7 separate regions of the Mus musculus genome follow, and regions 2, 3, 4, 5, 6 and 7 are each linked to region 1. Evidence: chromatin contacts called from public HiChIP or PLAC-seq and promoter capture Hi-C data. All regions are on one chromosome and are shown on one strand. Each heading gives the region's core, a stretch centred on a gene start, on an enhancer-like site or on the middle of the called end of the contact. The rest is flanking DNA. Distances are from core to core; before and after follow the strand shown.

What was found. Promoter capture Hi-C pulls out the DNA fragments that hold promoters and counts their contacts. HiChIP or PLAC-seq counts read pairs in DNA pulled down with a chosen protein or histone mark.
Region 2: a contact with region 1 is called in a promoter capture Hi-C map of hippocampal neurons, with 2.7 times the contacts expected there. The contact joins the promoter of Hacd4 here to the promoter of Rraga in region 1.
Region 3: an H3K27ac HiChIP or PLAC-seq map of embryonic stem cells shows a contact between it and region 1, with 7 times the contacts expected there. The contact joins the promoter of Sh3gl2 here to the promoter of Rraga in region 1. A contact is called at or near these places in 4 of 39 promoter capture datasets (cranial neural crest, frontonasal cranial neural crest, maxillary cranial neural crest and 1 more), 1 of 484 Hi-C or Micro-C datasets (embryonic stem cells), 16 of 115 datasets of contacts at active chromatin or transcription factors (SST interneurons, astrocytes, embryonic forebrain and 6 more) and 2 of 9 other capture datasets (embryonic stem cells and pancreatic islet).
Region 4: a promoter capture Hi-C map of hippocampal neurons shows a contact between it and region 1, with 5 times the contacts expected there. The contact joins the enhancer-like site here to the promoter of Rraga in region 1. A contact is called at or near these places in 4 of 39 promoter capture datasets (cranial neural crest, embryonic stem cells, frontonasal cranial neural crest and 1 more) and 5 of 115 datasets of contacts at active chromatin or transcription factors (astrocytes, embryonic stem cells, neural progenitor cells and 1 more).
Region 5: an H3K27ac HiChIP or PLAC-seq map of stem cell-derived neural progenitor cells shows a contact between it and region 1, with 4 times the contacts expected there. The contact joins the enhancer-like site here to the promoter of Rraga in region 1. A contact is called at or near these places in 3 of 39 promoter capture datasets (cranial neural crest, embryonic stem cells and neural stem cells) and 8 of 115 datasets of contacts at active chromatin or transcription factors (astrocytes, embryonic forebrain, embryonic stem cells and 4 more).
Region 6: an H3K4me3 HiChIP or PLAC-seq map of embryonic stem cells shows a contact between it and region 1, with 7 times the contacts expected there. The contact joins the enhancer-like site here to the promoter of Rraga in region 1. A contact is called at or near these places in 2 of 39 promoter capture datasets (embryonic stem cells and hippocampal neurons) and 5 of 115 datasets of contacts at active chromatin or transcription factors (embryonic forebrain, embryonic stem cells, forebrain and 1 more).
Region 7: a contact with region 1 is called in a promoter capture Hi-C map of hippocampal neurons, with 10 times the contacts expected there. The contact joins the enhancer-like site here to the promoter of Rraga in region 1. A contact is called at or near these places in 4 of 39 promoter capture datasets (cranial neural crest, frontonasal cranial neural crest, hippocampal neurons and 1 more), 3 of 484 Hi-C or Micro-C datasets (the AtT-20 cell line, embryonic fibroblasts and uterus) and 12 of 115 datasets of contacts at active chromatin or transcription factors (astrocytes, craniofacial prominence, embryonic basal ganglia and 8 more).

Annotation. Positions count from the first base shown.
Region 1 is chr4:86,573,511-86,577,781 of GRCm38.p6, reverse strand. Rraga (Ras-related GTP binding A) reads right to left here and starts at 2,109. Exons shown (of 1, transcript NM_178376.3): 1 at 497-2,109. The coding sequence starts at 1,863. The coding sequence ends at 922.
Region 2 is chr4:88,436,737-88,441,007 of GRCm38.p6, reverse strand. Hacd4 (3-hydroxyacyl-CoA dehydratase 4) reads left to right here and starts at 2,093. Exons shown (of 7, transcript NM_025760.5): 1 at 2,093-2,175; 2 at 3,445-3,548. The coding sequence starts at 2,138.
Region 3 is chr4:85,203,260-85,207,530 of GRCm38.p6, reverse strand. It overlaps Sh3gl2 (SH3-domain GRB2-like 2), which reads right to left and starts at 2,075. Exons shown (of 9, transcript NM_019535.2): 1 at 1,910-2,075. The coding sequence starts at 1,954.
Region 4 is chr4:85,231,141-85,235,411 of GRCm38.p6, reverse strand. All of the region lies in intron 1 of Sh3gl2 (SH3-domain GRB2-like 2), which reads right to left. Among named protein-coding and RNA genes, the nearest start is that of Sh3gl2, 28 kb to the right of the region's middle. Within about 2 kb of position 2,246, at least 40 of the 459 cell types and tissues checked have an H3K27ac peak or open chromatin away from gene starts, as enhancers often do. A contact at or near this core is called in hippocampal neurons, where this site is marked.
Region 5 is chr4:85,248,718-85,252,988 of GRCm38.p6, reverse strand. All of the region lies in intron 1 of Sh3gl2 (SH3-domain GRB2-like 2), which reads right to left. Among named protein-coding and RNA genes, the nearest start is that of Sh3gl2, 45 kb to the right of the region's middle. Within about 2 kb of position 2,063, at least 22 of the 459 cell types and tissues checked have an H3K27ac peak or open chromatin away from gene starts, as enhancers often do. A contact at or near this core is called in neural progenitor cells, neural stem cells and stem cell-derived neural progenitor cells, where this site is marked.
Region 6 is chr4:85,287,057-85,291,327 of GRCm38.p6, reverse strand. The region is part of intron 1 of Sh3gl2 (SH3-domain GRB2-like 2); the gene reads right to left. Among named protein-coding and RNA genes, the nearest start is that of Sh3gl2, 84 kb to the right of the region's middle. Within about 2 kb of position 2,022, at least 7 of the 459 cell types and tissues checked have an H3K27ac peak or open chromatin away from gene starts, as enhancers often do. A contact at or near this core is called in embryonic stem cells, where this site is marked.
Region 7 is chr4:85,403,548-85,407,818 of GRCm38.p6, reverse strand. No RefSeq gene overlaps it. Among named protein-coding and RNA genes, the nearest start is that of Sh3gl2, 200 kb to the right of the region's middle. Within about 2 kb of position 2,323, at least 7 of the 459 cell types and tissues checked have an H3K27ac peak or open chromatin away from gene starts, as enhancers often do. A contact at or near this core is called in hippocampal neurons, where this site is marked.

The sequences.
Region 1 (4,271 bases), core at 860-3,359:
TGTATCTCTGGCTAAACATCCCAACAACCTTAAAACACCCAATACTGCCTTCACCTGGGATTACAGGCATGCACCACTAGCACCAGGCTTTTATGTGCCTCTGGTGGTGGATCCCAGATCTTGTGAATTCGTGGCAAGCTATATACCAGTTGAGCTACATTATATAAATATCTAGTCCTTGAATTAGTTTTAAACTTTTTAAATGTGGATGGATGTTCTGCTTGCACCAGCTGTGTGCCTGGTGTTTGTAGAGGCCAGAGGGTGTTGGATTCCCTAGGACTGGAATTACACATGGTTGTGAACTGTCATGTGGATGCTAGGAATTAAACCCAGGTATCTGGAAAAGCAGATAGTGCTGTTAACCAGAGTCACTATTCCAGCCCCTTGAGTCTTTACCACTACTACATCTGCTACCAAGCATTGCCAATTTGCCAGCTAAATGATACTTGAGGATAATCAGAATCTATAAAGTACCTGCAAATTATTTCAAACAACATTTTAAATTGCTAATAAGTTTATTCATGATTGAAACCAAGGAGGATTTAGAAATACATTTTAATATCTTGCTGATAAAATAGTAACATTCCACCTTTGTGATCTGATAATACAGAAGATAACTGCTTTAATACTCTATTATAACCAGGTAACCAGAACACACACACATACACACACACCCACCCACACCCCACCTACTTTAGTGTTAACACCACACTAACTTTTCATAAAGGCCGTCTTGAAGATCTCTACTTGATAGCTGAGTAAATAGCGTCCAATACTAAGACTAGGGAAGAGATGAGATAGTAAGCACACGTTTCAAGCTCACTTTTAAGCACATGACATTATGAATATTAAAGACAAATGATGCAAAAAAAAAAAAAACACCGTAATTCAGCATTTTACTAAAGAGCATTTGGCATTATTTCAACGCATGAGGAGGCTGTGCTTGGGCCCATCTACTCTTTCTAGCTTCTCAAAGTGTTTCCTGGCATTACGAATGTTGATCAGAGTAGCTGCAGAAGGGATGGATGGATCTGACATGACCACCATCACGTACGTGTTTGATGTAAAGATGTCGATGAAGGCAGCGAAGTTAGAATTCCTCACTTCCATGCTCTGGAAAGAAGCGGCCAATTTACTGCAGCTCAGCTTAAACTGCTTGATGATGTTGCTGATCTTCTCAAAGCGGTGCACATCTCGCTGCTCTTTGCACTGGTAGTGGGAAATCACCAAGAACGTAGCTCTCTCGAACAGCAGAACTTCATCAGCCTCAATAATCTGGGCAAAATTCCTTAGGTTCATCTCCAGCTGCTGAACGTTGGGGATCAGCTGATAGACGATGCTGGACCAGGCTTTGTAGAGCGTCTCATCCCAGATGGACGTTCGAAAACAAGCGCACTCCAGCGGGCGAGACAAACGCCTCAGGTCTTCCTCTCGCTCTTTAAAAATCAGGTCACGTTGATCTTCCTGAACCAGATCCATTTTGTGCACCAGGCAGAAGATTTTGGCGTCAGGTGAATTCTGGAGGATGGCTTCCAGACACGATTGGTAATAATGCATATCTTTTTCCAGTTCGCGGCTCTCTACGTCAAACACGTATATCAGAACCTCCACATTACGGAAGATGTTGTCCCGCTGGCTGGTGAAGTAATTTTCCATAAAGGTGTCCTGGCCGCCACAGTCCCACAGGTTCAGCACCAGGTTCCCCAAGAATCGGACGTGGGAGTGCTCCACGTCGATGGTGGCACCCAGGCGCCTAGTGTCGCGCGCAATATAATTTGCAAAGATGATCGACCTCATGCTGGTCTTCCCCGACCCGCTCTTTCCCATCAACAGCACCTTTTTCTTCATGGCTGTATTGGGCATCACCTGCCGGCGTCGCCACGGACTGGGCCTGAGGCACGGCCTAACGGCGGACCGACCAAGGATGGGGACGGCGGGACACCGAGCACCGACCGGCAGCGGAGGCCGTGCACGCGAGCTGGGGGCAGGAAAGACCGCGGCGAGGCGAGGTCTCAGAAAACAGCGCCCGAGGCAATGGCCACAGCCGCTCCGAGCTAGCGAGAGCAGACCAGTGATGTGATCAGCTTCGGCCCGGCCGCCACCCACTTCCCGCCGGCATCTCGCGAGAACTCCGAGGGCCTGCCGCCACCCACTTCCGGTGGCGACATCGCGAGAACGTCGGCTACTCCTTTGAGACCCTTGGAATTCTAAGAAACTGCTTCTTCCATTGCAATCTAGCGCACAGCGAGTTAAAATGAAAGGGCGAGCCCACGCTGGGGTTTTGTTCTGCTTGGGTTGCCCTGGGTCTTTGCAGAAGGGGTCGAGTGAACCTGGGAGGGAGAATGCTGCCCCCGCGTGGCCAAAAGTCCTCACACGCCCACTGCCATTATCACCTCAGAGAGATAATAGTGCTGTAGGCTTGACAATCAGGCAGGTAGAGGAGCGGGGATGACAAATGAAAACCAGCAGAAAGAGATTTCGAAAAACTAATTGCCCAGGGCTAGGCAGTTCCTTACCAGGGAGACATCCTGATTCCTTGTTCTTTTTACCTCAGCTTGAGAATGTGTAATTAGAATCCAAAACTCGAGTAGAGGGTAATATGGAACACCATGCAATAGCTTCGTCCTCACGGTTACCGTGTGAACAACTGTTTTCAAACCTGAGGGGGTTAACGAGTCTGAGTGCCTTAGAAGGTCTGCTCACTTAGCCATAGGCCACATGGCCTCAAGCCTTTAAGAAGAGATAAGCAGTGTCATCCAGTAAGTTGAGGCTGAGTCAGTAGAATTACCAGGGCACGTCATATTCCTAAATTAGGACACTGCATCCTTATTGTAAAGCCCTTTCCAGGTTGTATACTACACTGTACCAATGAAGACATTTTCTCACTTATTCATTCAAAAATTGGATGTTGGGGCTAGAGACATAGCTTATCATTTAAGCCATGGTCTCCCGCACAGATATGGTGCACACACACACACACACACACACACACACACTGCTCTTCCAGAGAACCTGGGTTTGCTTCCCAGCACCACTGTGACTCCTTGAAACTGTAACTTCAGTCCAGGGGATGATGCCTTCTTTCAACCTCTGTGGGCACTGCATGCATATGATGCATAGACACACAGGCAAAATATGAATTTACATAAATAATGTTTACAATATGCAAGAAAATTCAAAAGTGGGCTGGCAAGATGGCTAAGCGGGTAAGAGCACTGACTGCTCTTCTGAAGGTCCTGAGTTCTAATCCCAGTAACCACATAGTGGCTCACAACCACCCCGTAATGAGATCTGATGCCCTCTTCTGGTGTGTCTGAAGACAGCAACAGTGTACTTATCTATAATAATAAATCTCTGGGCTGGAGTGAGCAGAGGTCCAGAATTCAATTCCTAACAACCACATGAAGGCTCACAAGCATCTGTGTAGCTACAGTGTACTCATATACATAAAAAAAGACAATTTAAAAGTAATCATTGTTGCAGGATATTTGATCACACTGAACCCTGAGAGTGTATTGTTTACTAAAAGACAAACAAAAACAAAAAAACGATTTCTAGTTGTGATGTGGCTCAGTCATAGCACACACCTTTAATTCCTCTGGTTAGAATACAGATATGCCCTTAGAACACACTTTTAATCCCAAACAGTGAAGGTAAAGTTAGTTTGTAGAAGAAAGCACCTTGTTTGAAAGTTATGTCTAATTGAGTGGCAGACAAAGTAACAAATCAGAGAAAGATTTGACAGAATAGGCTACACCCAGCTCTCAAGAGGAGAGGGGAAAGAGGTTACATAACCAATAGCAGCACACACACACACACACACACACACACAGAGAGAGAGAGAGAGAGAGAGAGAGAGAAAGAGAGAATCTACCAGGACAGTTACAAAGAGAAAAGGTTGAAAAGAGAGAGCAAGCTAAACACAGGGGAAGGCAGAGGAGCCAGAGACTGAGAAGGAGTCAGAAGATTAGAACAGATTGCCAAAATCAGTATGAGGCCAAGCAGAGCAATTAAGAAAAGGCCGAGAGAGAGAAGCCAGATTGAATCAGTCAGTTTGGAGAGGAGTTTGAGCCAGAACAGCTGAGTTGACCAGCCAGCCAGAGATCAGAACAGGAAAAGGTGAGCTTATTCAGCAGTAAGTCTCACAGGCAGGAAACATTCTAGCCCTAGATTAGATTGTATGGAAGCTAGAAGCTTCTAGGACCTGGCCTAGGTTAGCAGACAGAGACAGTAAGCCTTGGGGATGACAATAGGAGTAGAAAAGATACATT
Region 2 (4,271 bases), core at 844-3,343, 1.9 Mb before region 1:
CTGTATTGGGTGGGGATACTTTGCAATGATGCCAGAGTTTTAAACCTAAGTAGCTCTGAGAATGGTGACTTCGCTGTAGAAAAGTAGGCAGTGATCTAAGAAGGAAGGCGGTAAGCTCATTTGAAACAGTTTTAACTGGAAATAATGAAACTCTCACAAAGCAATACCCAGAAACCGTCCCAAGGCCAGAGCTAGTATTCAGAAGAGAGTCGGAAAGGCTTCGAAGAGATGGAGCTGTGCACGGTGATTGTCTCTGCAGAAGAGCTGACCTAGGGCCTACCTCTGAGGAAGCAGAGGGAGGATGCTGTGCAGAGAGGCAGGGCATGGGAGTCATAGCCATATGCAGAGTTGGAGAAGTGAAGGGAGGGCAGGAGAAGGATGAAGAAGAGTTTGCTGATAAAGGACCTCTTCTCGGGCAGACACCCTGTCCTCCCAGCTCCAGTCTGTCCAGAACCCCTGGCTTCTGCTGGGTTTGGGCACAGATGGCTTTGGAAATAGTTTCTTGTCTATGTGTTGTTTGCTCTTAAGCTCACAGATTCACGTCCTATAATTGAAGCCCGAGGGACAGTAGAAAGGACTTGGGGAACCCTGAGAGTAGTTTCGGGAGTGTTGGGAGTCCAAACTGTAAGGTACATGGAGCAAAAGGGTGATAGGAAATGAGATAGGGCCCTGGATGTTGATGGCAGATGACAAAGGTTTGAGGGGGGTGTTTAAAAGAGGGGTTCTAAACTCTGGGGTTAGAGATCTGAAAATGCACCCCCTTCCCTCCACCCCTCCAGATAGGGTCTCCCTCTGTACTCAGGGTGCCTGGAACTCACTGTGTAGCCCAGGCTGATGCTGAAGGCGGAATCAGCTCCCCACCTCGGCTTCTAGAGTGCTGGGGTTACGGGTGTGAACGACCACGTGACATGAATTTGTTCCTACACTGCCATGAAGGCCAGTGTACAGGAGACAATGGAGACAGTTGAGAGGACAGTGCAGCCTCTGCCAAGGGGCTTGAGAAGGAACGGAGGCTACAGAGGAGCTGGCCCCTGGTGGGGGGCGGGGAGACACGGAACAGTGGGACATCTAAGAGGCAGACTCTGTGACAGCTATGAGGAAGGAAACCATGACCCAAGAAGAAAAATTGCTGACTGTAACTTCTAACCCTGCTGTTTATCAGCTGTGTGACCTGTGGTGAGTGACAATATTTCTTAAGGCCTCAACTTCCTTTTTGGTAAGATGGAAGCACTACCTTCCAACTCCAGCAACTATATGTAACTGTTCCACTTGTGGGTTTTGGGGGAGTTTTTTTCTTTTCTTTTTTTTTTCTTTATTTTTTCCCATTTCTTCTTTTTCTTTTTTGGTGGTGGCGGTGGTTTTTTTTTTTTTTTTTTTTTTTTTGGGAAAATACTTTGGGGAGCTGTTTTGTTCTCTTCACCTGGTAGAACAGAATAATTGGAATCTGATCTTCACGAACCCAGGAGGTGGGTCACTCTGTCTAGGAGATGGGATGCCATTGTCCCAAGAAACCAGGAAAAGATGTGTGGGAGTGTTGGCCATGGGCAGCGACATTAACTTAAGCGAATAACATTAACTTAATGACATTAAACATTAAATAAATGACATTAACTTAAATGAACAAAAGCATTTATGCACACCACTGCCACCCAGGTCTCTAAGTGTCAGGGATGGATTTCTGGAGGGCTCTGGCTCATGTTTGAACAGATATTGGGCCATTTGCCCTTAGCTTTCCTTCCTGAACCGTTCTCCTACCTTAGGGCTTCTAAGAAAGGCCCTGGCCACCCTGAGGATCATGCAACCTTAGAGCTAGTTATATCCAGTTAAGAGTATAGGCAGGTGAACTTAGGGGTCTCCAGCCACAGATCAGTAGCCTGGGATCAGTTTGGAAAGCCTCGGGCGGATGTGCTTGTTCATCCCGCATACTTTCTATGCCTGGCCAGCTCTCCTAGGGCAGCATGGCAGGAATTTGACTTTCATCTCCTGCCCATCTCCTGACCTCTGCTTTTTTTCAAAACTTGCTGAGTGTGTTGAGGCCCCGCCCTTCCCGAGCCCAGCCTGAGGCGTCCCGCCCCTACCGCTTTCCCAGCCCACTCCTGCTGCTTCCCGGAGGTGCCAGAGGAGCAGACTGTGGCCCATGGGGCCCTCGGTGCTGCCAGCCTGGCTGCAGCCCAGGTAGGATTAGGGGGCTGCGGGGAGGGAGGGGCCAGGGAACTGGGCAGAAGCCCACCCATCGGCTTTCACTCCCGCGAAGCTCCTGACTGTTTAACACTGCTCCTTCTGCCTGGTAGTGGATTGCATTTTCTCCTCCATAGCTCAGGACAGAGGCTTTGCTGTTTCCTTCGGTTTTTTAGTTTTGGAGATGAGGAAATGGAAGGGTGGGCTGCAAGGCCACCTCTTCTCTTTGTGCGCTCCCACAAGTTCTTCTCTTCCTTGTCCTTGCTGCGCCCTAGATTTTGGCACAGGGTGATTTTGACAGCATCCTGTAGCAGCAGCATCTGTCACAGGCCAGATTCCAGGGAAACTAGGGCCTGGGGGGAGTGCTTACCTGAAGCCTGGTGATGCTGATTGGCTTGCAGTTTTCCCCTTTTAACCCCTATAGCAGTTTTGGTCATCTGTTGACTGCTCCATAGAGTTTGCTTATATATCTTGTTTCTCAGAAGTTTCCAACTAAGAGAAGTCATTGTTAACACTAACAAGGCCACTCTACACATCCTTGTGCACACCGGGAAGCCCTTCACCTCCTTTTCCAGCTCCTCAAACCAAGAATCACCAATCTTCTTTTTTAAATTCAGTTTACACCCTGGCTGTCCTCTCCCCAGGAACCCACACACACACACAGCTTTACACTCAGCTTGACTTCCTTTTTTTTTTTTTGGCTGAGCAACTAAACTGCTTTCTATGTGCATTTGATGGAGAGAACTAGCTTCCCTTGTAAAATACAACAGGAGGCAGGGCCAGGAAGAACGAGAGTGCAACCCCAATCACAAAAGTCAGGTGTGTTCAATGACTGAGTCATAATCCAATTGTGACCACTCCCCTTTGATAACTGTAAGCCAGCTCTTTCAAGTTAATTTGGCAAGCTGAGCTACTGGAGTTCAAGCTGCCCAAATCAGTCCCTTTGCGTCAGTGTTTCTTCCCTGTCCCCTTCAACTTTCAAAGCTTTTCTCATAGTGGCTGAAAGTGTTAGAGAAACAAGGTTAGAATGTTATCAAAGATGAGAATGAAGTGTGGAAAAGAACTACCTTTGGTTTTAAGCAATCTCAGTCAACATACTCTTGTTAGATAAATTCATCCCATCGGACTCTCATGGGTTTGGAGGGACAACCCAGTGAAAGACCCCAATATAGAACTCTGACCTGGAACAGTTTTCTTTTGCTTGCTCAGTTTGACTGGTACATTACATTAAAAGATGTGTTTAATGGCATTTTTCTGTATTTATAGGTATAGGAAGAATGTATATCTTTTCATCTATTACTTAATTCAGTTCTGTGGCCACTCATGGATACTGGCAAATATGACAGTCAGATTCTTCTCATTTGGGAAAGGTAAACACTCCTAAATGGTTTCGATTTCTAACTATTATCCCTGGATTCATCTGGCCTCACTGATTTTCATTTTGAACTTCTTGCATCCTGCATCTGGAACCATTCACGTCTCTGGAGTTTGTTTTTCCATAAGTATACTTAACTATTTCAGACTTAAAGGGAGAAGATGAGACCAGGCGAGAGGGGCCTGTCTTGCCCCAGAGCTGCCAGTTTGCTCTGAAAGCAAAAACCTATCTTTGGAATGTTCCATTTTGGTTCTGCACAAAACTCATAAATTAAACACATTTTGAAAAGTCTGTAAGTTCCAGCCTGACATTCTGTGCAGAGCAATGAGAAATTAATAAAATTCCTCCACTGCGTACTCATCCCCAGACTTAGGGTAGCTGGAGATGGCCAGTAACTGAATGACAGACAAACTTTATGCCCCCAAGACCCTGTTTGATCCCTCAAGAAGTAATACGTACATGACACACACACCGATGACTAGTCACCGACAAGCAGTTGGTATTGATGACTTGAATCATAAGCTTCCTTCAGTTTCCTAAAAAGTCAAGAATTCATGCTTTAAACTATTCACTTCAGATTGTTAAAGAGTGAATCACCAAGTGACTGTCAAAACAACCTTCTCTGAGTCCCATCCCCACATGAGTAAGTGTCATTACAGTTTACAACTGTTTGGTGACTTGACAATTTGAGCAACTGCTGGTTTAGCTAAAAACAAAC
Region 3 (4,271 bases), core at 826-3,325, 1.4 Mb after region 1:
TGCTCTACAAATTCATTTATCCTTACTTTTCCCCTGAGAAATTTTGTCTCATTTTTGGCAAGGACGGATTCAGAAAACTAGCTTGCTCAATTTCCTAGGTAGCAGAAGAGGGATTCAAATCTTAGCCTTTCCCTCCCCAAAGCCAAGGCTCCTAAAGGAATGTTGGTAGAATCAGTCTTTTGGTCTAGATTAGAAATGAGACAAGTACCTAAATAAATAAATAAATAAATAAATAAATAAATAAATAAATAAGGTGGGTGACATCAGGGCAGTCCTATGCCATTCACTGGTAGCACAGATTGGTTCTGTGAAACTGGAAAGTTGCCAGAATCAAGTGAATAATATACTTGGCTCTACCTTTCCAATAGGGAGATCACAGACAATTCTAGTGAGAAAACCAAATATATATGTAGTTAGAAGCACTTCCTAAAATGACTGTTTCCTGTCTCCCTAAATTAGTTCCCAACAGAACTCATTTGATGATGCTAAGTCTATGGTGACAGAGATGATGCTCAGGGGTGAATGTCATCCTGCACCTTAATTTAAGCAAACTTGAGGAATGCAGTCTTCACCTTTTCCCTATGCCTTTTGCAATAGTACTGAGGCTGTGAACTCGGTAATGAGACTCATGTATAGCAGAGGAGGACTGCCTGGTCTGGCCTCAGTGGAAGAAGATGTGCGAGAGACTTGAGATTCCTGGGAGTGGGAAGACCTGGTGTGCGTGACATCCTCTTGGAGACAGGAGGGAGAAATGGGATGAGGAACTGTGGGAGGGGGGACCCAGAGGGAAGGGAGTGGCTGGATTGTAAAAAAAGATAAAAGTAATGTTTTTAAAAAACAAGAAATTACAGAAGCCACACAATTAAGGTTAGCTTAGGATAAGGATCTTTAAAGCTAAATGGTTACGCAAAAAGTATTTTACGGTTTATCAATAAAGTCGTTTCTTGTTAAATATATCTTAAAATTTAACCTGTTCCAAATGAATAAAAGGGTTGTAACTCCACACATTATGTAAGAAATGGGTCACATCGTAAGTATTTTTGGACATTTTCTCTTTGTAAAATCACTGAGTTGGGCCCAATGAGATTTAAATTATGTGGGTCTGGATTAAATTTTAATCTCAGCTTACCCCACACAGAAAATTTGGCACATCTAGTAAACAGTGATTTTCAAGTTTTTAACAACTGCCTCCGCAGTAAAACCCGTGGGAGAACTTTAAAGACTTGCAGACCACTGATCAAACCATGGCCTCAAATAAGCTTCACCAAGGAGTTCTCCAGGGAAAAAAGTTAATGCATGCATGCTCCTTAGGGGAACCACATTCTCCCATGCTGGGAGCCTGGGGAGGCCTGGGAAGGAGGGGTTCTGAGAAGGCCTGGGAGCGCAAAGCCTGGAGCAAGCGCAGAGCGCGGGCACCTCCGCAGCCTCCAGAGCGAACCTCGCTCCAGCCAGCACATCCCAGGACAGTGGGGCACACCACACCGCAAGGTCACCGCACCGAGGCGACTTTACATAATCTCCCGCCGCGCCGCCAAGCACCTGCGCGGCACCCTCCGTGCAGAGCCTGAGAGCTGCCGTGCAGGGACTAACTGCCTGGGAACCCGGTGGGCGGCGAACCGAGACAGCGGGGACAGAGAGCAGAGATGCCAGGGGAAGGGAACTGAGGTCTGAGTGCTAGAGTGGCAGGGACCACAGGGACTCGGAGTGGGAAGAGGAAGCAGGGATGCAGCGGCCAGGGAGGAGACTCGCGGAGCGAGCACCGATCGGAGACAGGGAGCCGGGTTATGGAGCCAGGCTGCCGCGCAGCGCCCCGCGGGGACCAGATCAGAACAGGGAGGGGTTGCAGGGGAGGACGCCGTCTGTCTGTCGGTCTGCGGGGCGGCCCATGGCGCACCTGCACGCGCCCTACCTGAGTGGCTTTGTGGAACTGCTTCTTCAGCCCTGCCACCGACATGATGGGATGCGGGAGGCTGCGCGGCCGGCAGATGCAGATGCAGATGCGGAGAGGCGGCTGGGGTCGCCGGGCCGCCGCTGGTCGTGCGACCGCGGGAGCTGCTGGCGCGGGGGCGCGGCGCGGGACGCGGGCTTGTGCGGAGAGACACCCTGACGTCAGGGCGGGTGATGCGGCCTCTTAAAGGGGACGCGGGAAGCCCCGCCCAGGGCGCAAGCCGAGGCAGGTGAGCGCGAGGAACCCCCGCACTGTGCGGGGGCGAAAGTCCCTCCACGGTCCGAAGCCTGGGCTGTCTTCAGCTGTGGGAGTCGTTCGTTCGTGGCCCTGGCAAAGGGATCACCGCCTTTGGGCAGTCTAGACTCAGGTGACCCAGCTCCCAGGTAGCCGCAGTGGTGCTGCCTGCGCACTGCCCTTGCCCTTTGAGCCTGGCCTCCCTGTGGTTGAAAAGCAGGGTGGCGGCTTATCTGGATCATGAATAAGTTATTGCTCATTTCATGCCCTGCCTTCCCGCATGATTGGCCACCGAAAACATTTCTCTGCCTCGATTTTAATATCCCTTAAGCTTGTTTCACCTTAGGGAAATCTATCAACTTTTTTTTTCCTGTTCTAGTACAACTTAACTACTTAAGATGAAGAGAGGTCCCTACAGTTTGACTGGGATACTGGAATGGAATTGATATGAGCTATAGCATATATTGATATGAGTAATAACATTTAATCTTCTATTTTCAAAAGAAAAAAAAAACGAATGCGAACTTGGCATTCACACAATTATCATGGACATTTTTTTCTTTCTTTTTTTTTTTCGTTCTAACATTTTTATATAATGAGGAAAGGAAAGGCAGTAAGTTATACAAACACCACATAGGGACAAAGGGTGGATGGGACTGGGTGAAGGGCCCAGAGCAGCACCAGAAATCTGTGCTCTTATGAGCAGCCACTTCAAGTTTGTCTTGTATGGAAGAGCTTGTGGGAGAGTCTCAGATGCAGGCCACACCTGCATGTGTGGATCAAAGTGATGAGCCGCCAAGAGGAGAGTAATTACGGAGAATGTGGAAAGAATCAACAGGACCTGGATTGGGTTCCTAGAAATACAGTTCCCCTCCCGCCCCCCCCCCCTCTACTGCCTGGTGTAAAGGAAGCCAGTAGACTTCTGCAGCTTGAGTAAAGATGAACGGAAGAGCAGGTGCAAGGGGATTCTAGACACGGGCTGGGTACCACTCACCCTTGCTACTGTGAATCACAGCACAACAGAATATCGGAGCAGTGAGCAGTGAGCATACCCTTCCAGTCTGCAAAGCAAAGCAAAAGGAAGGAAGGGGTCTGTAGTCTTGTGGTCCTTGCTGCTGCCCAGACCTTCCAATCTGTGGTACTTTCTAATTTCTAAACTACCGTGGAGGCATTGGGATAAACATTGGTTAGAGGATTTAGGCAGGAGGGACATGCTAATTCTTAATAATTCACCTTTTGGTATCAGGGCCACAGGGTTCGCTTCTCTCTGCCACAAATCTATGATGTGGTCTGAAATTTGCAACTTTGGTCTCAACACATGAAAGAAGTGAAATGGGGACCTGAAGAGGCTCCTCGGAAACTTTGAGCACTTGCCTTAACCTTAAAATCTTAAAGCAAAGCTAGTCCCCGCCTTTCCTTGTCTCTTTGACTACTTACCTTCATAGCGTATGCTGCTAAAGATCAGAGGAACCACGTTGGGTTCTGCATAGAAAACTTCAAAGCGCTTTGAACCTATTGCTCTCACCTAGGTCTCATCTAAGTCAGGGATTCTATTTAAGCCTCAACTGTTAGCTATGAAAACCTTTGGGGTGTTGCCCCAGAAGAGAGGTGTTGAGCAGCTACTTTTGGAAGGCATCAGAGAAAGGGGTGTGAGGGGATGGTGCAGGAAGATGCCCACACATGTAAATTGGCCCTTGAACCCCAAGGTCAGCCAGTCTCAACCCCCCTAATGCTGCAATCCTTTAATACAGTTCCTCGTGTTGTGGTGCCCCTAACCATAAAATTCTTTTCTTTGCTGCTTCATAACTGTAATTTTGCTACTGAGATGAATCATTATATAAATATCTGTGTTCTCTGATGGTCATAGGCAACCCCTGTGAAAGGGCCATTTGATCCCAAAAGGGGTGGCAACCTACAGGTTGAGAAGCACTGCCCAAGTATTTCCAGGCCAATGATTCAAAGCCACTGTTTTATGTGCATATATTCTAACTTGAATGTAGAAGGAAAGTGTGCTTGGTGCTCAACGGCTCTCACATGGGAATTCTTCCACTGCAAAGGATCTGTAACTAAGTCTCAAAGCACAGCGTAG
Region 4 (4,271 bases), core at 997-3,496, 1.3 Mb after region 1:
GCCTAGAAGTTTTGGCTCCAGAGAGGGGAGTGCTCCTACCAGGAGCTACAACAAACATTTCATTGAACTGGAAGCTCAGACTTCCCCCTGGTCATTTTGGGCTTCTAATGCCCTTAAACCAACAGGCTAAAAAAGGAATAACAGTGTTAGGAGGGGTGATAGATCCAGATTACCATGGGGAAATTGGATTACCTCTTCACAATGGTGGTAAGCAAGATTATGTCTGGAGTGCAGGAGATCCCTTAGGGCGTCTCTTAGTACTACCATGTCCTGTGATTAAAGTCAATGGGAAACTACAACAGCCTAATCCAAGCAGGATGACAAAGGACGCAGACCCATCAGGAATGAAGGTATGGGTCAATCCTCCAGGAAAAGAGCCAAGACCTGCTGAGGTGCTGGCTGAAGGTGAAGGAAATACAGAATGGGTAGTAGAGGAAGGTAGTTATGAATACCAATTAAGGCCACGTAACCAGTTGCAGAAACGAGGATTATAAAGTAATATGAATGCCCCATTGTAAATTTACAAATGCGTTTGCAATTGTACGAGGAATAGTTATATCATGTTAGGCGTATTTACAACCTTGTTATTGTTTCATGTGAACATGAGATATTATTTGTGTCAAGTTGACAAGGGGTGGATTGTAGTGGCTATTCCTGGTTGTCAACTTGACAATATTTGGAATGAACTACAATCCGGAATTGGAAGGCTCACCAGTGACCCTTATCTGGAGGCTTGGAGATCCTTATCTGGATCTTGGTTTGAAGATCTTGAGCCATAGTGGCTATGGATTCCAGAAGATTGAATCTCCGAGTTAAGGAACACACCTTTAATCTGGGCTATGCCTTTCATCTGGGATTAAAGGTGTGGTGGAACACACCTTTAATCTGGGCTACACCTTTTGCTGGAGACAATATAAGGACATTGGAAGAAGGGAGTCTAGCTCTTGCTCTTGCTCCTTCGCCTGCTTGCTGCGTGAGACTGAGTAACTGCTAGATCCTTGGACTTCCATTCACAGCTGCGACTGAACCATTGTTGGGAATTGGGCTGCCGACTGTAAGTCATCAATAAATTCCTTTACTATTTAGAAATTATCCATAAGTTCTGTGACTCTAGAGAACCCTGACTAATACACATGCTAAACCGGAAGGCTTTTTACACCACTGGAAACAGGGTTAGCAATTGTGAATGGTCCATGATCTATTGATTTCAGCCTTAAGAGGGGAGATTCCTCAATCCCAAGTTTTACTAATTCTCTCTTATAACTAGTGGGACAGTGATGGATTTTACTGAATCCACACTGGATGAAGTCAAGTGAAGAGGTCTGCCACTCAGATTTTCTTAAGGCCCACTTACTTGCCAGGCTAGAGAGGAAAACAGATTCAACATGTCCTCTAATCAACTTCACTGACTCAAAATGGCTCAAAGAATGATGTCTGATTCCACGTAAGCACTCCATGGGACTTGAAATCTTACTGCACTTTTATCAGAGGCTGCACCCTCTATTTTCCAAAAATAGAAAAATTAAATTACTGTCATGCTTCGTTTTAGTAAATGGCTTCACCGTGTTTTGAAGCTTGCTGGGGGAAAATTATTTGATTTTTATAATGACTAAAGAAGATACTTTACATGGGAATGAATTTGGAAACACTATCCAGGTAACCTCCTAAAATCAACACACCATCATTAACCTTGACACATGTGAGGACACACACACACAGAGAAAAAGAGAGAGAGAGAGAGAAGACAGAGAGAGAAAGGAGAAAGAAAGAAAGAAAGAAAGAAAGAAAGAAAGAAAGAAAGAAAAGAAGAAGAAGAAGAAGAAGAAGAAGAAGAAGAAGAAGAAGAAGAAAAGAAAGAAAGAGAGAAAAGACAGAGAAGAGAAGAGAAGAGAAGAGAAGAGAAGAGAAGAGAAGAGAAGAGAAGAGAAGAGACAAGCTGAGAAGAGAAAGATGCAAAGAGGATTGCACCCAGTAGTTTAATCTTAAAACAAACACCACCAGAAAGCGAAAGGAGGGTGATTAATTACACTCTCATGGATTTCATGGAAAGCGGCAGGCTGCTTCTGAATCTAAAAATAACCCCTGAAACACCAAGCCCAGCATTTGTTTCTCCACAGCCCCCCATCTTGTTGCACTTCCATTTGCAACTGAATAATCCCTGCTAATGAATAGGGCCTCTCAAGCTAATGTGAGTGTGAGCACCAACAAGCAGAGAGTAAGGAGCTTCTGCATGGCAGGCAGGCTCTCCCACCCACTAACAGGACCAGAGCCTCTGCTGAAGATGCTGCTGAGTGGCTCTGTGAGGGAGGAGACCACAAAGCTTGCCGCAGAACGCAATGGGATAAAAAGCTCAGATTGTTTAAAAGAAGACTTACTGTATCACCCTTCAGGCTTATGTTTTTACAATTTCCATATCCTAAGCTTAGTTCTAAATGCACATCATATTTTTATCTATATAAACAATGTGTCCCTCTGTCTTCTGCTCTGCTTTCAACTCTTGTCTAAAGCAGTAGCCGTCATGCGCTGAACCTCAGAGGCTGCTGCATATTGAATAGTGTTAGCAGTTCTGAAATCCTCATGCTCTGAGCCATAAGAAGCAAACAGATACTTTTTACTGGAACCAAAATAGCATTCCACAGACATATCATTAACAAAATTATGCACCTAGATCATCCCTACATGCAGGGAGGGGGCAAAATCACTCCTATCTCCAGGGAGGAGGGTGCACCATAATTAATGCTTTATTAAGCTGTTCTCTGGAAACCTGTCTGAGGAAAGATCAGAATGTGAAGAAGCTGTGCTCATTAATACTCTTTCCGAGGGAGGAGTGTGTGGAGGTGGGTCGTCTGAACATCCTCAGCACCGCGCTAACACTGATGCCTTCGGGGTCGCTGCTGTCTCCCCTCTGTTCTGTTCCTCCCTCCTTTAGGCTAAGAACATAGGATTTTAATAAAAACAGAAGAATTTAAAAACAGGGACACTGAAAAGGCTGCGTTTCTATTAAACGTTAATCCACTTCATCGAGGAAGACTTTATACTGTAGAATGAATCCCAGCATTTGTGTGATTCCAATCAACGTGTCCCACCACTGCACTTCCTTGTTTGACACTGATGCTGGCTTCCCAAACATTGCCAAAAACCTAAAGACAGTGCTAAAAACACCAAGGTGAGGACACTCTTCACAGGAGTCAAAGATGAGTGCTCTGAGTGTAAACATTGAGGCTGGGGACACAGCTCCGTGCACTGGGCTTACCGAGCATCTTACCTGAGGCCCAACACCAGAAAACAAAGGTAGTGATATGGAGGAGGAAGAGGGGGAAGAAGAGGAGGAGGAAGAAGAGGAGGAGGAAGAGGAGGAGGAGGAAGAGGAGGAGGAAGAGGAGGAGGAGGTGAAGGAAGAGAAACAGGGAGGAAAGACTCTTTTAAACTTAATTCCAAACATAGCAGTATATGCCTGGAAGCCCAGCACTTCAGAGGCAGAGGCAGGAGGATCAGTGCAAGCTCAAGGCCTGGTTAACGTGTTAGTTCCAGACCAGCCACAGATACCCCTGAGATCTTCTCTCACAGTGCAACAAAAATGAAGGAAAAGAAAATGAAGGAAAAGAAGGAAAAGAAAGCTTTCAAAAACCATACTATATTAAACTTTGTTTCAAACAGCCATCCATCCACCCATGTGGATAGGCAATCAATGCCTACATAGTACATCTTTGTTTGTGCATTCTGTCTCCCACCAAACATATATTCAGGCTTCCTCGTGAGTATGGATTATTTCACTTCAATAATCTTAGAAAATCCCATTATGTGTACGAAGCAGGATTTACACACACACAAATACTACGGTGGATTCTGAACAAGTTTTTTTTTTTTTTACATACATCTTCAGTTATTCCACCAAAACCAAAACTTGTCTTCATCACAGGGAATCTGCGCACTGCACACACTGCCTGACTGACCCCAGGAAGGCAGGCGCCTACAGTCATAGAACACCCTGTAGCCCCAAACTCTCTTTTTAATTGTGTGTATCCAATCATAAATCCCCTCATTTACTTTAATTTTTCCAGGTAAACAGTTCTTAATTTCTACACAGAAAAAAAAATGTACCTACCTTATTCTACAACATCTGTATCTTAACTCATATCCAGAAAGCATCTCTGCAGCTCAAGAGGACCCACGGTTGCCTTTTTGGCTACTTTATAATCTTTTACTATCATATTTGCAGCCAGCAACTTAAAACACTAAAATTTGCTTTAGTATAAGAGAATGATAGATGG
Region 5 (4,271 bases), core at 814-3,313, 1.3 Mb after region 1:
TTCCTCTCTTTCCTCTACAAACACACTCTCTCTCTCTCTCTCTCTCTCTCTCTCACACACACACACACACACTGTCTCTGTCTCTGTCTCTCTCTCACAAACACACACACTCTCTCTCACACACACACAAACTCTCTCTGTCTCTGTCTCTCTGTCTCTGTCTCTCTCTCACACACACTCTCTCTGTCTCTCTGTCTCTCTCTCTGTCTCTCTCTCTGTCTCTCTTTCTGTCTCTCTGTCTCTCTCTCACACACACTCTCTCTGTCTCTCTGTCTCTCTGTCTCTCTCTCTGTCTCTCTTTCTGTCTCTCTGTCTCTCTCTCTGTGTCTCTCTGTCTCTCTCTCTCACACACACACACTCAGACAGCAAAGTAAATTTGTAGATAACTTTCACTAGTAACTTAAAAATATTTTGCATCCTTTATTTTCCTTATTTCTTGGAAGATTATAGTACTATAATTTAGAAAATTAAAATTGAGACTAAGTGGCTGGATCCTAGAGAGTATTATTGTTGGGAGTCATGACCTGGAAGCTGGCCTTCTGCCTTCCCCATGTCTTCCTATTTAGGCTCTTGATCAGTAGTAGTTATCTATCATTATATCGATCTCACAATAGCCTTATCATTTGCAGAAAACATGTTTACTAAGCTATGCTGCATATGCCCGTGTGCTTAGCATGCCAAGACCATGTGTTTAATTCCCTTAACAGTATCAGCACCAACAGAGTAAGAGCCACAGATGAAGGCAGGGAGACATAGGGGACTCACGGTGAGCCTTTGACCCACTATTTCTTTCAGAAAGTCAACGACTACATTTTATCCCGTTGCGAGGAAAGCACAGCATAGGGGTACAATCCAGCTCCAGCTCGTTGGCTGTATAAATACCGTTTCAAAAATGAGAATCAACAGGAGAAATGGCACATACATTCCTTATGCACTGAACCCATGAAAGAAGTAGTGCTGTGTGTGTGTGTGTGTGTGTGTAAGAGAGAGAGACAGAGACAGAGACACAGAGACAGAGACACACAGAGAGAGACAGAGAGAGACAGAAAGAGAGACAGAGAGAGACAGAGTGTGTGTGTGAGAGAGAGAGACAGAGAGAGAGTTAAACATTAACTTTTCTTAGGAAAAGAAATGTAGAAGTATATTGATGAAGATCTCTTTGTTGTGAGAAAGTGTTTGCTTGGTTTTCCATTTCAATATTAAATTTTCACAATAAATATGTTTTAATTAGGGAAATAGAAAATATGGAGGAAACTGACAAATGAATCCTATGTTTTAAAAACTCTAGACATAAAAACTCAGTTATATAGTTACCCTTGTGATTTTAAGAACTGCTAAAAGCTTTCAGTAAGCACTTTTTTTGCAATCAGAATTAGGGCAGACATAGCCTCATACTGCTGAGGGGGCCTTATCTGGTAAATTCTCAGCAGTGACTGGCTTGCTCTACTCACTTGGCTTCTGAGCAGGCAACACGTGGCCCAAGTGTCCACATTAACTGGAAAGGGCCAAGAACAGAAGAAGCTAAGAGCAGTGGTGGTAGAGCATCCTTAAGATCTTAAAAGACCTGGGGAGTGGAAGAGTATCCATCCTACACAAAAGGGTCACTGGCAGAAAAGTCCATTCTGTAGGAATGAGTAATAGCATCTTCTACGTGTGTATCACTCTGAAGATCTTGTATTCTCACACACATCTACCTGTGTCTGTCTCATCAGTTGTAAAACCACTGTAACAATCGCCTCCTTTAATGGCAAAGACAGACTGAACACAGACTTCCTCTTTCCAGGATAAAGAAACTCTGAGCCTTGGCTTTTCCATTTGCAAAACAGTGGTGGCAATAGCAAAAGTAACAGAAAAGCACAGCTCACAAGAGTATAGCCCTGCACCAGAGCGCACATCAAATTTACACAACCCTCTGGCACATGAGAGCACCTTGCTGGATGCTTGTGCTTTTCCCCAGAGTTTGCCCTACTAAAGAAAATAACTACCCTGTCCCGATTCCAGTGCCATCCAAGACTCTGACACAGATCTTTAGTGGGCCAGCCCCTCCTACTCCTTGAAGCCCAGCCAACTCAATTTCCTTGACATTAGGGCTTAATCAAACTTTCTCATTTCCTCCAACAGAGAGATCTGGATAGATCTGCCAAATTTAAAAATTTAAGAGAGCAAGGGATTTTTATCTCTTTCTCTTTTAAGAAAATATGCACTTTCAGCAATCCCCCTGAGAAATTTTGTCTAGACTTTGGAAAACAAAAACAAAAACAAAAACAAAATTCTTGAAAGAATCTGCTAGTGACCAAAATTCAGAATATCTTGGGGGGGGGGGGGGGGAGCCAGGTTAAAGAACTTCACTTCCTAAAGAAATCTGTTAAGAAAACATGTCCCCTAAAGTTGAAAAGCTAGATAAATGGCATTTCGCCCAGAGCCTTCTCAAAAAGAGCCAAATAATTGAGTCTAACCAACAAATTGGGAAAGGGAGGAAAAAAAGCATAAAGCAAGCACAAAGCCCTTTAGAAAGTGGGCACACAAGATCCCAGTATTGTTGCCATTCATCTGATTTACCGGGCAGCTTGCCAGATAAGGCACAGGCAATTAAGATGAGCTTAGGCTTGGTTGCCAAGGTGGGGAGGGGCATTTCATGTTGAAAAAAAAAAAAAACAAGATAGCACTTCAAAAAGGACCCTGTAATTTTAATTTTTCTGGACCCCTATACTGTACACATCATGAAATGACTTTTTCGAAGCACAATACACAGACCTAAAGATATTCTGTAGGACAGAATGCCTAAAGTCTTTAAATACCAAGGAGGACTAAACTTTGATCTTTATTTGACTAGTGTGGATCATTAGAAGCAAGAACAAACAACGTGGCAATGATTGATGCTTCTCTCTGAGGCTTTTGAAATTACTAAATATTAGGAACTATCGGTAGCATACTGCTTTCAAGAAAGACAATTGAGTGTGTTTCCTTGTCAAAAATCCAGCCATTGCTATTCTTTATCCAAACATAACATTTTCCCTTTTGAATTTCCAGCAACATCAGCTGTATATTTTGAAATGACAAGCAGAAGAAAGCAGGTCTTTCCCTCACCTGGTTTCCTGCCACTTTCATTTGTAGGTAAAGTAGATGAAAAGTAAGTTATCTAAACTTCATAAAGAACAAAAAAAATGGAAATTACTATCATTTCATTGCTTCAACTGAATGCATTCAATATTGTCCTGGCCGCCTCATGAATTCTCAAAGCCCGAGTGTGCACTTTAGAAACGCATTCACATGTTAAAACTACTCTTATTAAATATGATAATAATGACCCAGCAGTCTCAATTCTCTAAAGTCTCAGATCCATGCACAGCATAGGTGAACCTTGAAAACACGGGACATGTGAAAAATGACCCCCACAAAGACCGTGTATTATATGAATATATCCACATATGAAATATCCAGAATAGGAACAGGGGAGATGGCCCAGTAGTTCAAAGCACACAATGTTCTCCCAGAGGATCTGAGTTCACTTCCCAATACCCAAATCAGGCAGCTTACAGGCAGCCCCCTGTGACTCTAACTCTAGGTGATCAGATGACATTTTCTGGCCTCCCCAGGTTCTTATACTCATGCCTATATGCACACATGGGTGAACACATAGATGTAACTTAAAAAATCTGGTAGATCCAATCCACAAAAAGGCAGTCATTCAATGTCACTTGATGATCTGGGGCTTCTAGGAATCTAGTGGGTGTTATGACCAAAAGGCGAGACTACTAACGGATACATGGCTTCTATTCATGCAATGGAACTGTTCTGTGGGGGTGGGGGGTGGCAGTGATGTTTGCAAAAGTCTGTGAATATACTTACCACCCGTAAATTGATCATTTGAAACAAAGTGTTGTAAGTGGGTACATTGTATTGTACATTAATTGTACCTTAAAACGGAGGTGTTTATAAGTGAAAGGAGAAAGTACTCACACTTAACAACCACAAGTGAAATGCGCTCTCTTCTTTACTCTCATACCCAGCCAGCTTCTCTGCCTCTTCCCCGAATGAATCACATGCAAACCTCTTGTCCTCTACATTCAGAACTGCACTTTGCAAACTTTAAACACACATAAGAGTACCTTTGGAACTTATTAATCATCAACTATGATTGCTGACATATGCAGTGGGATCTGAGAGCACACATTGCTATAAGTCTCAGGCATAGCAGGTAAGCTGGCCCAACAGCAAAAGGTTGAATAATATACATGGATCCAAAACCTAACCTAGGTGCTGAGCCCCAA
Region 6 (4,271 bases), core at 773-3,272, 1.3 Mb after region 1:
AATAACAACTTCACTAATGAAGTGCCAAGACTTTAGATCATGATATTCCAACAGTCTTGATTTAACTTTAAGAGAGTTACTTCAGTTGTTTTTCTTTTTTATTTTTAAGTTGTGATTTATTTTAGCTTCTATCTCAAGCTGAGCTACAGGCAGAAGCTTCTCTTTAATCACAGATCCATAACAGACAGTCAGCGAGACCTGGGTTATGTTAAACATGATACATTTTTATCAATCGTGACATCTCTATGATGGATTCTTCCCCCAGAACCATTAATAATTGTGCAATTAACAAGTAACTATGAAATGTCAGACCTGATTTACCGAACAACAACATCAAATCAATATTCCAAAGGTCTGAGGGATGATGTCTTTCATCCCCAGAATAAATTTCTAGCAGTTAGCTTTGTGTTTTATAAATTTAATTAAAATTAATGAGAATATATATTAAAATTTGATCCAGCAAAGGAATGGAATGCATAATATCTAAAACAGTATAAAGACAACAACAAAAGATAACACATGGAGCAAAGCAGTGAGCAAATGTAAAAATGGAAGAATCTGGCTCCTTAGTAAGCATCAAGTGGCCTGCCTGGTGTACTCTACATTGCTTTAAGCTGAAGAGTTCTCAGTCATACAGATGGCCAGAGCCATCTTAAGCATGTACAGCCATCTTTAATAATCTGCAGACATCTTGAAACAACTCTAAAAACACCAGTGTCAATTGTCCTAACTCTTGAAGTCACTGTGCTAGCCAGAGCTATTTAGCTTTTTGCAGTTACAGGTCTTGGCAAACCATATTTTCAGTTTGGCCAGAAGGAGTACTGGTAAAAGAACTATCCCAATGGAGACTAGTACCTAGAGCTGTTCTAGCAGGAGCCACTGACAACTGGAGGAGTGGTTGAACGATTCAGTAGGGGTCAGGATGGGAAGGTGAGTCAGAGGTAAGTATGAAGACCAGAGTTTGGAGCCCCACAACCCAAATAATGCTGAGCAACATTCAAGGAATCTCTGGAGCAAGCTGATTAATCAAAGTATGCAGACAAGTGAACTTGGGGTTCAACTGTGATACCACACCTCAATGCATGAGGTGGGGAGCAATCAAGGAATATGGACTTCAACCTTGAGACTCAGCATGCACATGTGCACATAAGCTTGAACACACACACACCCATGTACACATGAGAGCAAGAATTTAGAAAAGAGGCAGAGCAGAAAGAAAGGAAGCAGAAGTGAAGATAAGAAAGGTCAGGTTGCTGATGAAAGGGAGCCGGGGACAGGAACAAAAGACCCTGGTCACCAGAAGCATTCAAGGGAGCTGACAAGGCTTCAAGCCCAGGGATGTCAGACTATGCTCTGAGAGACGGATCACTAGTCAATGTCCAGGTCTGAGGGTCTCAATGTCAAGGGCTCATAACAAGCAAGAACAAGCCAGGTCTGATTAGAGTCTGGAAAGAGGGCCTGTAATATTACAGGATGATACTTACTGCTATCTACCATGGCTGGTCCCGAGGGTATAAAAATGAAAGTTGATGAGTTACTCAAGGGAAAGAGAGATGAGGAAAGAAAAGGTTTCTGAAGCCTGGCTACTCTGTTCTCGCCAAGATCAGGACCAAGAACACACAGTCCTGAGTCCCAGTTTGAGCAAATGGACAAGAGGGGAAAAATTAAAGGGATATAAACAGGAAAAGAAATTAAAGTATCCCTGCCTGCATATGGCATGATTCTGTACATGAGAGACTCCACAGACAACATTTTCAGTAAAGAGGCATATTATAAAATTAACATGTCAAAAGAGCCTTCCATTTTATCAAGACAAATAGGCTGAGAAACAAATCAGGAAACCATCCCATTCATTATAGCCTCAAAATAAACAAAATACCCTGGAATAAACCTAACCAAAGAAGTGAAAGAACTACACAATGAAAATCTTAAAACACTAAAGACAGACACTGAAGAAGGCACTGAATGTTAAAGGGATGTCCTGTGCACAGAGACTGGTAAATTAAAATGGCCAATAAAAGAGTAGTAAACTCAGTGCTCCAAGGTATGCTAATCATAAAACAGATAGTGACATTCCTCCACCCACCCGCTTCCTGTGTTCAAAGAGTGTTAATTCAAAGAAAGTCACCCTGACCATTACCGGAACCTGCAATGCAAATGTGCTATTGTTAGGGGCTCTTAGAAACTGTCTTCAGAGTTAACAATTACCAGGTATTCCTTGTGACACCTGTGACTTTGTACTTCCTTGTGACTCTAACCTGGTATTTTTGGTATTTTCCAACAACACCCTTCCCACCTCCTTGAGTTGTGGTTTTTTCCTTTAAATACCCCCTTACTCAGCTACTCGGGGCGCCACGGTCCTCTACCCCTGCGTGGTGTATGACCGTGGGCCCGAGAGCACTCTTCAATAAAAAATCCTCTTGCAATTTGCAGCAAGACCCGTTTCTTGTGGGTGATTTTGGGGTGTCGCCTCTCCTCAGTCAAAACGTGGGGGAGTCCTCACGTTGTGGGTCTTTCACCATCATACCAAAAGCAACATACAGATTCACTGTAATTCCTTCATACAAAATCCCTTCAAAAACAACTTCAAACAATTGTTAACTAAAATTGGGGGGGAAAAGGCCTTAAAATTCATATGCTTAAAACTTATATCGAAGCACAAAAGACTCTGGATAACCATCACAATTCTGAGCTATGAATGATAGAGGTATCACCATTCCTGATTTCAAGTTACACAAACAAGAGCGACAGTTGTAAAATACATCACAAAGCCAGACATACTGATCAATGGGTAGAACTGAGATGCTGATGTAAGTCCACACAACTAAGCCATCTATTTTTTGACAAAGGAGCCAAATATACATACTGGCAAGAAGATAGCATCTTAAACAAATGGTGGTAGAAAAATACCATCTACATATATAAGAATGAAATTTAACCCTTCTCTCCTACCCTGAAGATAAATCAATTCCAAATGGATCAAACAGCCAAATGATGAATTTTGTCCCAAAACTCTGAAACTTCTAGGAGAGTAGGGAACACACTTCAGGATATAGGCTCAAGTGTTCAGACTAGGACTCCAGTCTTCCAGGGAAAAATTAACAACTAGGACTTCACAGCATTAAAAGGCTTCTGTACTGCAAAGAACACAATTGGCTAGGCCAGCTGACAAACTGAGAAAGGACCTTTGTCTGCTTTACTTCTGACTGAAGATTAGAGTCTAGAATACACAAAGAACTCAAAGGTCTAATCACAAAGAAAAATACAAACAACAACAAACAAAACAAAACAAAACTAACAAGCTATGGAGCTGAAGGGAGAGGTCTCAAAAGAATAAACACATATGGCCAAGAAATATTTTGTAAAGCTGTTTGCCATCCTTAGTCATCAGAAATGAAAATAACAAGTATTTAGAGACTTCATTTTACCCTTGTCAGAATGGCTAAAATGAAAAAAAAAAAAAAACAAAAAACCAAAGGTAGTCACGGATGTGAGAAAGTGGGAATATCCATGCACTGCTGGTTAGAGGACCAACTGGTTAAATTACTGTGGAAATCAGTGTGATTGTTCCTAAAACATTCCTAGAAATAGGTCTACCATATGACTCAACTTTGGCACTGCTGCACATGTACCCATAGGCTCCAAGTGCTATTAGACAGACACATGTGACTCCATGTTCATTGCTGCTCTGTTCACAATAGCTCGGACATGGAAACAACCTAAATGTCCCTCCACTGAAGAACAGACAAAGGAAATATGCTACCTAATTTCATTGGAGTCATATTCAGCTGTAAAGAAGAAAAAAACTAATGAAATTTGCAGACAAACCAAATATGATCCCAAAACTTTATATGGAGTGAGGTAACCCAGACCCAGAAAGACAAACATCACAGGTTCTCACATGCTCCTTGCTCCAAATCTTGGGATTTGTGTGCTTACTTTGAAGAATCTGTAGAATCCAGGAAACTAGAAAGGAGTCACTGATAAGGAAAAGATCCACAGGGAAGGCAGATAGAAGAACACAGACGGAAGCGGAATGATGAGGAAGGAGCCGGTTGCTGAATTGGAATTGCCCTACACAAGGAATAAGGTTCCCCCAGAGCCACAACTGCCAAAAAAAAAGTTCAGTGTCTGAGGTGGGATATCTCCCTTTAAACTGTTGAGTGACTTTGATTTAGGGACTTTCATCATCATCCTCCTCATCATCACCACCATCATCATCACCATGGGGATTGGTTCTAATGCTTTGAATCGGGAATCTGCATGTCCAA
Region 7 (4,271 bases), core at 1,074-3,573, 1.2 Mb after region 1:
TGCATACACTAGCAAGATTTTATTGAAAGGACCCAGATATAGCTGTCTCTTTTAGACTTTGCCAGGGCCTAGCAAACACAGAAGTGGATGCTCACAGTCAGCTAATGGATGGATCACAGGGCTCCCAATGGAGGAGCTAGAGAAAGTAGCCAAGGAGCTAAAGGGATCTGCAACCCTATAGGTGGATCAACATTATGAACTAACCAGTACCCCGGAGCTCTTGACTCTAGCTGCATATGTATCAAAAGATGGCCTAGTCGGCCATCACTGGAAAGAGAGGCCCATTGGACACACAAACTTTATATGCCCCAGAACAGGGGAACGCCAGGGCCAAAAAGGGGGAGTGGGCGGGTAGGGGAGTGGGGGTGGGTGGGTATGGGGGACTTTTGGTATAGCATTGGAAATGTAAATGAGCTAAATACCTAATAAAAAATGGAAAGAAAAAAAATGTGGTGGAGTAGGCTGGTGGAAAGCTCTCGGGCATCACTGACAGCCTTTTTAGCAGCAGCATGTGGGGTCAGGCTTCAGTGACAGGGGAGGACCAAACACTTCCTGATCCACTTACCTGCCGCTTCCTTCTGAGACTCACTCATTTGCCAGTCCAGGAACCACAATGGTTCCAGGAGAACAAAAATGAGTAACAAGTTCTTCTTTCTCCATACAGTTCACGGTCTGTCCAAAGAGGCATGTACTTAAAGAAAAAAGTACAGCATCCACAGTAATGGTGATAACGGGACACCTCTGCTACCGCTGGGCAGCGCCCTGGGGGATGCTTTTCCTGATTTCTTTGTTCTGCATTTCTTATGCTTCCATAGCCCTAGAGAGGAAGCCAAGCTCTTTCTGGATACTCCATAAAGCAAGTAGAACCCCGACTGGCCCAGCGCTGCTCATCCCCCTCCAAGTGGTCACCAAGGTGCCTTTTGTGCCCTCCATGCTCTGCTTTCCTTGCCCACTGGGAGGCTGCCTTGGAAACCTGTGGCAGGCTCTTCTGCTGTTGCTATGCTGGAGTGTAAGAAAAGGCTTCCTTTTGTGGTAGTGTGTGTGTGTGTGTGTGTGTGTGTGTGTGTGTGTGTGTGTGTGTGTGTGATGACTTCTTAGGATCCAAGACAGTGATGTCTACTTGTCATTTAGCTGCTTGTCTGGAAGAACTGGGTCCACACTCTCTGGGGTTTGACTGGAAGGCATCTGGGTGGTACCACCTAGTTTTATGTTAAGAATTACTCCCCTCTGATGCTTCCCCTCAGCCTGGTTCCGAGCAGGGTGCTTCTGCCTCTTTAGAGTGTTCAGCCAATCATGCCTGCTGCAATCCAGACACTGGAGTGAGTGTGTTTCCTTGCTGGAGATTTGTAAAATCTATCACCCATCTGACAATCTATACTTTTTGCCCTGTTATTCTCTTGACACCCAGAGCTCTCTGGTAGCATTAGGTTAGCCCCTTTCTCTTGAAGATACGGAGCTACATAGGTGTCTGCAGACGTTCCATCCTTCAGAGTCTAGATCAGGAACAAGCAGAAAGCAGAATCCACACAATTCCCTGTGGTCAGTCACAATGTTCCGCGGTACAACAGTGGACAGAAACTCCAGCAACCCTTGAAACCTGCCAGAGCAAAAGCAAATGTTTCTTGTGCTCTCTGTTTTTATACCGGAATTACTAAACTATTTTAAATTGCACAAGAGAGAGGAGAAAGGGAAGACAATAGCTGAGCTATTTTAGCACATATGTAAGTAAAACTTTATAGCACACTTGTAATTTAATTATGTTTCTGTTTGCTATCCAAAACATGTTAAACCGACAGTTAATGCCAGGAAGTCAGATAGGCCCTTGATAGGAAATGGGTGATTTACTAATATGGGGGAAGTTGCAGAACAGCCCATGGTTTTAAAAGAGGAGCATTTGTCAAAACCTTATCAATTGTATCTTCTCAGAATTCTTACAGGGACTCTCACAGAACATTGCAAGGTTCCCTGTGGCAGCACCTGGGTGCTGGCACTGCCAAAACTATATGGTAGAAGAAGTAAGAATTAACCCTTATGCACAATTTATGAATAATATTTTTGCATATAGTTTATGCATGCCATTATGAATGGAAAAAGCTTATAAGAGTCACTGACACATAGTCCCCTAACAAATAACATCCTGGTTTCTAGTGTCTGTCCTATGTATGGACACAGGAGGTATGAACTAGCAGGTCACTGTGGTACCACGGGAAGGGAGTACCATGGATGGATGGGATGCAAGCTTTTAGAAGCATGCGTACTACGCCCAGAGGCGAAGGGAAGAACTCTCCAGACACAGAGCAGGGCAAGCTGCATGCATGCTGAAGCAACCCACATACACCCAAGGCTGTTAGAATGCAGGCTGGAAGTGGGCTGAGGGACAGATGGGACCAATACAAAAGCAAGCACTGCCAAAGTTCCCAAGGGTACTGAAGTTCGCAGTTTATCCTCTAAACGATGAGAGGGGAGAATGAACCACACACACACACACACACACACACACACACACACACACACACACACACACACGATTTAGAAGTTCACTGAGGAATGGTGGAAGGAAAGGACTGTGGAAGGGCGGGCCTGAGATGGGGAGGAAATTTTAGAAGTGAAGAATCAGAAAGAGGAGGGGTCCGAAGCATGGAAACGCTGAGAAGTGACTGGGTAGAAGGTAGAGACATGGGCTTTTTCATGATGAATCCCTCTGCAAATATCCTCCCCAAGCTGTTGGGTATAATTCTTAAAAGAGGCTCATGTCCGTAGACTGGAAGAAGCCACTGGGTGCTGTCTTGAGCTTTTATTTTTGTCAGGGCTGAGGCTGAGAAAACCTCACCTCAGATTCAGATGTGTGGGCGCCGCGTAGTGGTCACTTTAGGAATTACAAGTATGGGACAGCATTCCCAAAGGCATGATCAGGGACTGGGTGTTGATAACTTGTCTGAAAGTGACAAACGCCACCCTGGAGTTTTGTTGCCTTTTTCAGAGGAACAAAAAAGTGTTTTGTTGTTGCTGTTGTTGTTGTTTTTAGGTTAAACTGGGTTTTTGCTCTTTGTTTGTTTTTGTTTTTAAAGCGACTTGTCTCTGCTAAGATAAGAAAATTGTCATTCCATTTGAAACAGTCTGGGGTGAGGCCAGCAGGTCCTTACCCCTGGTGTTTGTGTAGGGCCTTGTAGATGATTCAAACTGAACAGTGCTGTCCACCACAGGCTGACAGAGGGAGCCTCATTGTGTAGTCGTCCACTGCTAGTTGGCACTGGGTGCTAAAAGGGTGTTAAGGTTGATGAGCAGTTCAGCCTCTGCTGAGACTACATCTTCAAATACAAAGGCTGGACCACTGCGGCAGCACACCTCTGTGACTCCAGCACTAAAGAGATGGAGGAGAGTGGGTTGAGGGTGGGGGGTGAGACGTTCAAGGCATCCACCTAAGTTAGGCCATGAGTTCCCTGCCAGTCTTCACTATATAAGATTGTCTCAGAAGACAAAAGATAGAAAGGAGGATGGAGAGTATGAGGAAGAGAAAAGGAAGAGGAGGGAAATAAAAAAAAAAAAGAAAAAGAACTCTTGCTTTAGCAACTCTCTTTCTCTTATGTCCTTAGAATAGCCATTCTTTTAAAAAAAAATCTCCTCACTTGCCCTTTATAATTCCCAACAACAGCCTGTGTGCCACCTCCAGCTGCCACTGTGACTCCATCAAAGGTACCACTCATGGGGTATCAGAAATAGTCTTCTGTCAGCCTGGGCTGACCCCGCTACCCTACCCCTCAAGTTAGTTTTTGGAAAAGCAAATCAGATGTAGCCACTCCCTTTGTTCCTCAACTTCCTTCACTCTGAGGCAAAATTCCCATTGCTTGACCGACCTGGCAGCCCCTCCCTTACTGCCTGTTTTGGCTTCTGTTGCTTTCTTCAAGTCCTGTGAATATGCCTGCACTCGCCCAGGTCAGTATCTCTTTGAATCTGCAAGTCTAGACTGATTTACCCTTTATGGGATATAGTATATACCCCAAACAGTAAAATTTACCATGCCTTATTTTGTTTTTTCCATAAGATTTTATCTCTGATATTATGTGGTTATATATCTACTGTTTCGAATATCTCAGAACCTGGAAATATATATATATATATATATATATATATATATATATACATACATATATACATATACGTATATATATATACATACATACATACATATATATATATATATATATATATATATATATATGTGTGTGTGTGTGTGTGTGTGTGTGTGTGTGTGTGTGTTCCCATGAAAACGA